2 separate regions of the Mus musculus genome follow, and region 2 is linked to region 1. Evidence: chromatin contacts called from public capture Hi-C data. All regions are on one chromosome and are shown on one strand. Each heading gives the region's core, a stretch centred on a gene start, on an enhancer-like site or on the middle of the called end of the contact. The rest is flanking DNA. Distances are from core to core; before and after follow the strand shown.

Region 1 (2,700 bases), core at 140-2,639:
ATAAAAGACCGATATCGGCTGCCTAATGAAGTTCTCAACTTATTGGAGAACCTAAGCAAAACCGACTGGAAGTTTCCTCTATCTAAAACAATACTTTTAAGTCCAACGACCTTCCCAATTTTTAAGCCACCGTTATCATTTAAGAAGCCTTGCCCTGGGTGAATGATCCCAATATTAAATACATATGTGTCTTCCCTGTCTGAGAACAGACAGCTTAATCTTATCTAAGGCCCCCCACCCCCCACCCCCCAGAGCTGATGGTCGGCAATTCTAAAAGATATAGCCAAAACCTGCTTGAAAATAGCTACAAGAAAAATCACCCTTTCCGGCATGGCTGACAAACTCTGAAACAGATTTCTGAACCGCTTGTCTTAATCCCATTCAGAAAAATCTAGTAAAATGTTCACCAAAATTCGACGATGGAATGAATGCTAGGCTTAAAACTCTGGGTACATCTGAAAAACGGCCCCCTCAGGAGAAAGAGTATTTGAAGCCAGTTGGTGCATCGCTGTCCCCACCACCACCACCACCCCAACCAATGTAGATGCCTAGGTGGGGAGGGGGTGAAAGGATTTGGAGGCTACATTAACAGCTGTTCCTGACTAGTCGGTTCTGGGGAGAGCCAGGGTACGCCCCTCTTCCCACGGTGGGGCACAGGTAGCCCCCAACCCCTTGGCGTGGTGCTCGCCACAAACACACCCCAGAGCCAGGTGTCGCCAGCCGGGGACAGAGATGGTCCTAGGAGCTGAGGCTGCGGCCGGGTAGCTCCAGAAACAGGGAATCTCACCCAGCTGCCTCCTCTCAGCCTCCCTTTAGGTCAAATCCAGGACAAAAAAAAAATTGCCCAACACCGATCGGTGGAAGTTTTCAAGGACTTAAAGAAAAATAAAGATGCAGCCTTAAGTTGGCCAAAGTCAGCGCCACTGAGTGCGGCGGGAAGCAGACTAGCGACCCCGCGGGGATGAGCTCAGCGACAGTCCCCGGAGACTGCCACCCCAGAGGCAGAAGGGACCCGGCTGTGTCCGGGGAGAGAGCGGCCCCAAGGCCCGGCAGAGGCTTCGGAAGAGACGAGAGAGGCCGCGGGGCTCGTTCCCGGCAGGTCCCGGAGACCCAAAGGGGAAGCGCGGGGACCGACCCGCGCGCACCACTGGGATGCGGGCGACCACCGGCCACCACCCCGCGCCCGGCGTCTCCGACTCGCCGCGCACCCTACCTCGCGCCTCCGCTGCTCGCCTTTGTTCGCGGCCCCGCAGCGCTGGTAGATGCAGCCCCGCCGAGCCCGCTGCCCGTGTGGCTCGGCCGCCGCGGTGGCACCGGGAGCCTCCTCACGGCCGCCCCCCTCGCGCGCGCTCGCACAGCACGCCGCCGCCGCCGCCTCCCACCCGCCCAGCAAGGAGGGCGGGGGAACGCGACGCCGCCAAGGAGGAGGAGGAGGCGGAGGCAGCGCGCAGCGGGCGCCCGGGGACCGGAGGGACGCACCACAGCGCCGCCCGCCGCTCGGGGACCCGCGCTGGAGCCCCCAGCGGGCGGCAGCTTCGGGGACGCACTTAGCGGGAGGAAGGCTCGGGGACCCGCGCCTTCACGCCCCGAGGACGTGCACCCCGAGCAAATTTGGGCTACCCAGGAGGAGGGCGGTGGGAGTGGCGCCGAGGGACCAGGAAGAGGCTGGGGCAAGGGCGCCCTGCCGGCCTCCGGCTCCGCCTGGCCGGTGCCTGGAGACCGACTCTTCCCGGTGGCCTGGGAAGGGAGTGGCTCTGGCGGGAACCGATCGCGCTTTGCTGGGCGTGCACACTGCCTGGGTGGATATAGAGAGAGCAAAGTGAGACCCCTTAGTTCTGGAGTCCGGGTTAGTGACCACCCTATGGATCCCGGGGCCCGCCTCTTCCACCCAGCAATCAGCCCCCACTGCAGCAGCCAAGGGAGACAAATCCAAGCAAGTTTGGAGAAATGCGGATCCTAAAATTCAGAATGAGAAAGGGAAAAGAAAAAAAAAAAAACTAGAAAAACAGGTGGGAGATTAAAGCCAGTCTTGGGGAGGTTCTTCCTACCTGCCTAAAATGGGGTGAATTCAAAGTCTGACCCAGGTGGGCCGGCGCCTTGAAGCTGGCTAGGGGATACCTCTTTTATCTGCGCCTTGGAGGCAGCCATCATCATCATCTCTGTAATCTGTTTCTGTTGCCCCGGGCACACACCTGTATTCTCTGAAATGTGGGCTTGCAAAAAGGGGTGTCCAAGGGTGTGTGTGTGTGTGTGTGTGTAGGCTTGTTTGTCAAACTTATTTCAGAGACGCGTTAAATGTTGTCAAAGAGTGTGATTCATTTATACTTACTGTCAGTTTACCAAAAGTAACTTCACAAGAGAGATCGTGTATGAAATTCTTGCCAGGCCACCAACCAAGCTGATAAGGAATTGAAAAGGAATCTCGGGTTATCAGTTCATCTCCAACCAGAGCCACAGCTAAGTCATAATAATAAATAGATAAGTGAGTATCATTCAAGTTAAGAAAATAAAATTATAGCAAGTAGCAATCATCAGTCATTTTAAGCCAGGCACCGTACTAAACTCTTAAACGTATTAATTCCATCCTCACAGCAGCTCTCTATGTCATCCTTCCCAGCTTTGTTCTAAAGAGATTAATATGCTGAGACTTAGACTGTATGAATACCAAAAATAATTGCCCACTTCCTTTCCCGTTAGAGG
Region 2 (2,700 bases), core at 32-2,531, 700 kb before region 1:
ATGTATGTATATATGTATGTATGTATATATGTATATATATATGCATATATGTATATACGTATATATATGTTGGGCGTCCTGACACCCTTATTACCAGGACAGTCTCTCTGGTAATGAGGCATGTTAGTTAATTGAGAAAGCCTCCTATATCCTTGGAAAGTACAGCCACCTGTGAGAAGTGACCTGAAGTGTGACAATGGAAGGTATCAGACTCTGAGTTACCCTTAATCAACAACTTGCAAGAAATCAGAGAATTCCAGACTTCTTACTGACCTCAAGGAACCAAAATGAGCACCCAGAACCTGGCTCCGCCCTGGCAGACATCTTGAGTTCTATGCTGGGCTTTGCAAAAAGCACTTAGCCTGTGCCTAAACAGAATCTGTAAAATAAAACACCTATTGTGTTTAAAGCAACTCAGTTTGTGCTGATTTGTGATGAGGAAACAGAAAATCAATCCCTGCTCCTTACACATGAATACATTAAATCTCAGATGACTCAAACAGGGAGACTGAGGCAGCGGGATACTCCAAGTTGGCCCAACCTGGGTTCCATGGGGAGTACCAGGAAGCCCAGGGAGACTGCTAGGGCTAGCATACGAAGAGATTGGGTGGGGGGATGCATTTCTGCAGTAAAGCATAACTTGTCTTAGCCACTGCAATTTCAGGGCAACTACAATTCATCTGGGTTTTTCTTCACATTCTGCTTCTAGCTCTGGAAGCCTGAAGTAGGGCCCCGATTCGATTCGGCACCTAGGAGAAAAACTATTGGTGGGGATGTTCAACATTTATTGGCTGTGCACACACCCCAATGCCCCTACTTATTGATCCCTATCCCAGCTACCCGTTTACAAAGGATCCTCAAGAGACTGAGTCAGGCATCTTTTTCCCTGCCACTCACCACTCAGACCTCTTCCCTCTGTGGTCCACCGAGTACTGGCCACTGGGGTAGGTGGGTCTGTGCTCCACTGCCCATTGAAAGCTACCTCCTAGTGCTGTCCCCTCAGCTCCGCTCCAGCTCCTCTTTTGGGATACTCTGACCTAGGCACGCCCTACAATCCCCTGGCGAGCCCAGAAGCAACCCCCTGGCCTCACCGGGAAGCCCAGACCGGGAACCTGGACCTGCTACGTGCAGAGAACCGCTGGTCTGCGCAGCAGGTATTGAGCGCGCTGGTCCGCGCTGCAGGTAACAAGCAAGCACACAGTCGACCACAGGAGACCTAAGACCAATCGCTAGCTCCAAAAAGTGGCAACTTGTGAGTCTCTCAGGCCGCCTTTTATAAGTGAAGGATAGTTTCGGTTTCTCTTCTGCTCCCAGAAGCTTTAAGTTTCGGTTTCCATTCATCACTAATCAAAGAGCATTTGGTGAATGCAGCTTTGCGCATCCTTTGGTAAAGTTAGTACTGTTAAGGTAGGAAAACCAGAGGCTTTGGGATTCTTGAGGTAAGGAGGAGGATTTGACAGGGAAATCTGGAGACATCTAAGCAAGGCAACATTGGAGAGGCTGTAGCAGCAGAACTCCGGGCGCTGTGCCAATTGCTCCTACTGTGCTAACGACAGCAGGAGGACAAAGCCTCAACAAAGCCCAGACACCTCTACCTTTTCAGGTAGTATTTTAAAGGTAGGTAGGAATTTGAGATTACATGAGTCTATTATTGAAGCCTGTGATTAATCCATTTGGGATCTTCTTTAGCCGAATGGCACTACTAAACAAGCTGAAAATGGAGCCTACTTTTATCTCAGCCTTAATAACTTTTCTTTCCTTTGATTTTGTTTGATTTGGTTTGGCTTGGTTTTTTACCTGTCAATACCTGAAATTTGGGTTTGAAAGCTGGCTTGCTTAGTATCCTATGCTTGCTGAACTTTAGGAAGGCTCTAAATATGACAATTCTATTTTCAATATTGGAATTCTAGAAAGTGGGGGACTCTTGCATTTGGGTGACCGTGACAACAATGGGACCAAAAGCTATTTTGTCAGGCACTGGCAGAACTCTCATCCATGGGGAAAGAGCAACAGAATGCAATGTGTTGAGATAACTTGAGAAACATCCATTGTTTTGAAGGCCATTAAGAATGGACCCTTCCCTCATGGTCAGCTTTTGACCTAGCCCCTGTTTCCTTGGTAACAGTAAGAAAAGGTCCCACCCTTTCTGTCCTCCTTTACATTAAAATACTACCTGAAAAGGTAGAGGTGTCTGGGCTTTGTTGAGGCTTTGTCCTCCTGGGTGAGAAAATGTCACCCTTTCCTGTTCCCTCCAATTTAAGTCAGCGACCTAATTCCTTGAGACTGTGGTAACTGTGGTAATAGATACTGCACGCATAGCCTAAACCAAGGAGCATGATATAAGTGGATTATCTCAGGTGGGCCCAAAATAATCATAAGCAGGTTCTTAATGTGGTGACAGAGGCAGAAATTCAGGCTGGTAATTTGATTACATATGTAGTCTTCTAGCAAGACTCTATGAAGATGATGGAAAACCACAAACCAAGGAATGAAATTGAAATAATCTACTCCAGGTTACAAATCTCCATGCTTATTAAGCCAACTGTGAGCACTGTGAGTTCTTTACACAGCCAGCTGACCAAGAGTAAGCTGGCACCTCAGGAGAGCTCTCGGTGGAGAAAACAGGGTTTTCAAGTCAAAAGTCTACAATTATAGCACACAGGGGGTAGGCTGAGGACATGTCACATCAGGATATATATA

Evidence for each region. Capture Hi-C pulls out chosen DNA fragments and counts their contacts.
Region 2: a capture Hi-C map of macrophages shows a contact between it and region 1, with 2.9 times the contacts expected there. The contact joins the promoter of Ddx60 here to the promoter of Sh3rf1 in region 1. A contact is called at or near these places in 2 of 39 promoter capture datasets (both in liver), 1 of 484 Hi-C or Micro-C datasets (CD4 T cells) and 2 of 9 other capture datasets (adipose tissue and macrophages).

Annotation. Positions count from the first base shown.
Region 1 is chr8:61,222,860-61,225,559 of GRCm38.p6, reverse strand. Sh3rf1 (SH3 domain containing ring finger 1) reads right to left here and starts at 1,389. Exons shown (of 12, transcript NM_021506.2): 1 at 1,214-1,389.
Region 2 is chr8:61,926,668-61,929,367 of GRCm38.p6, reverse strand. Ddx60 (DExD/H box helicase 60) reads right to left here and starts at 1,281. Exons shown (of 38, transcript NM_001293783.1): 1 at 1,092-1,281.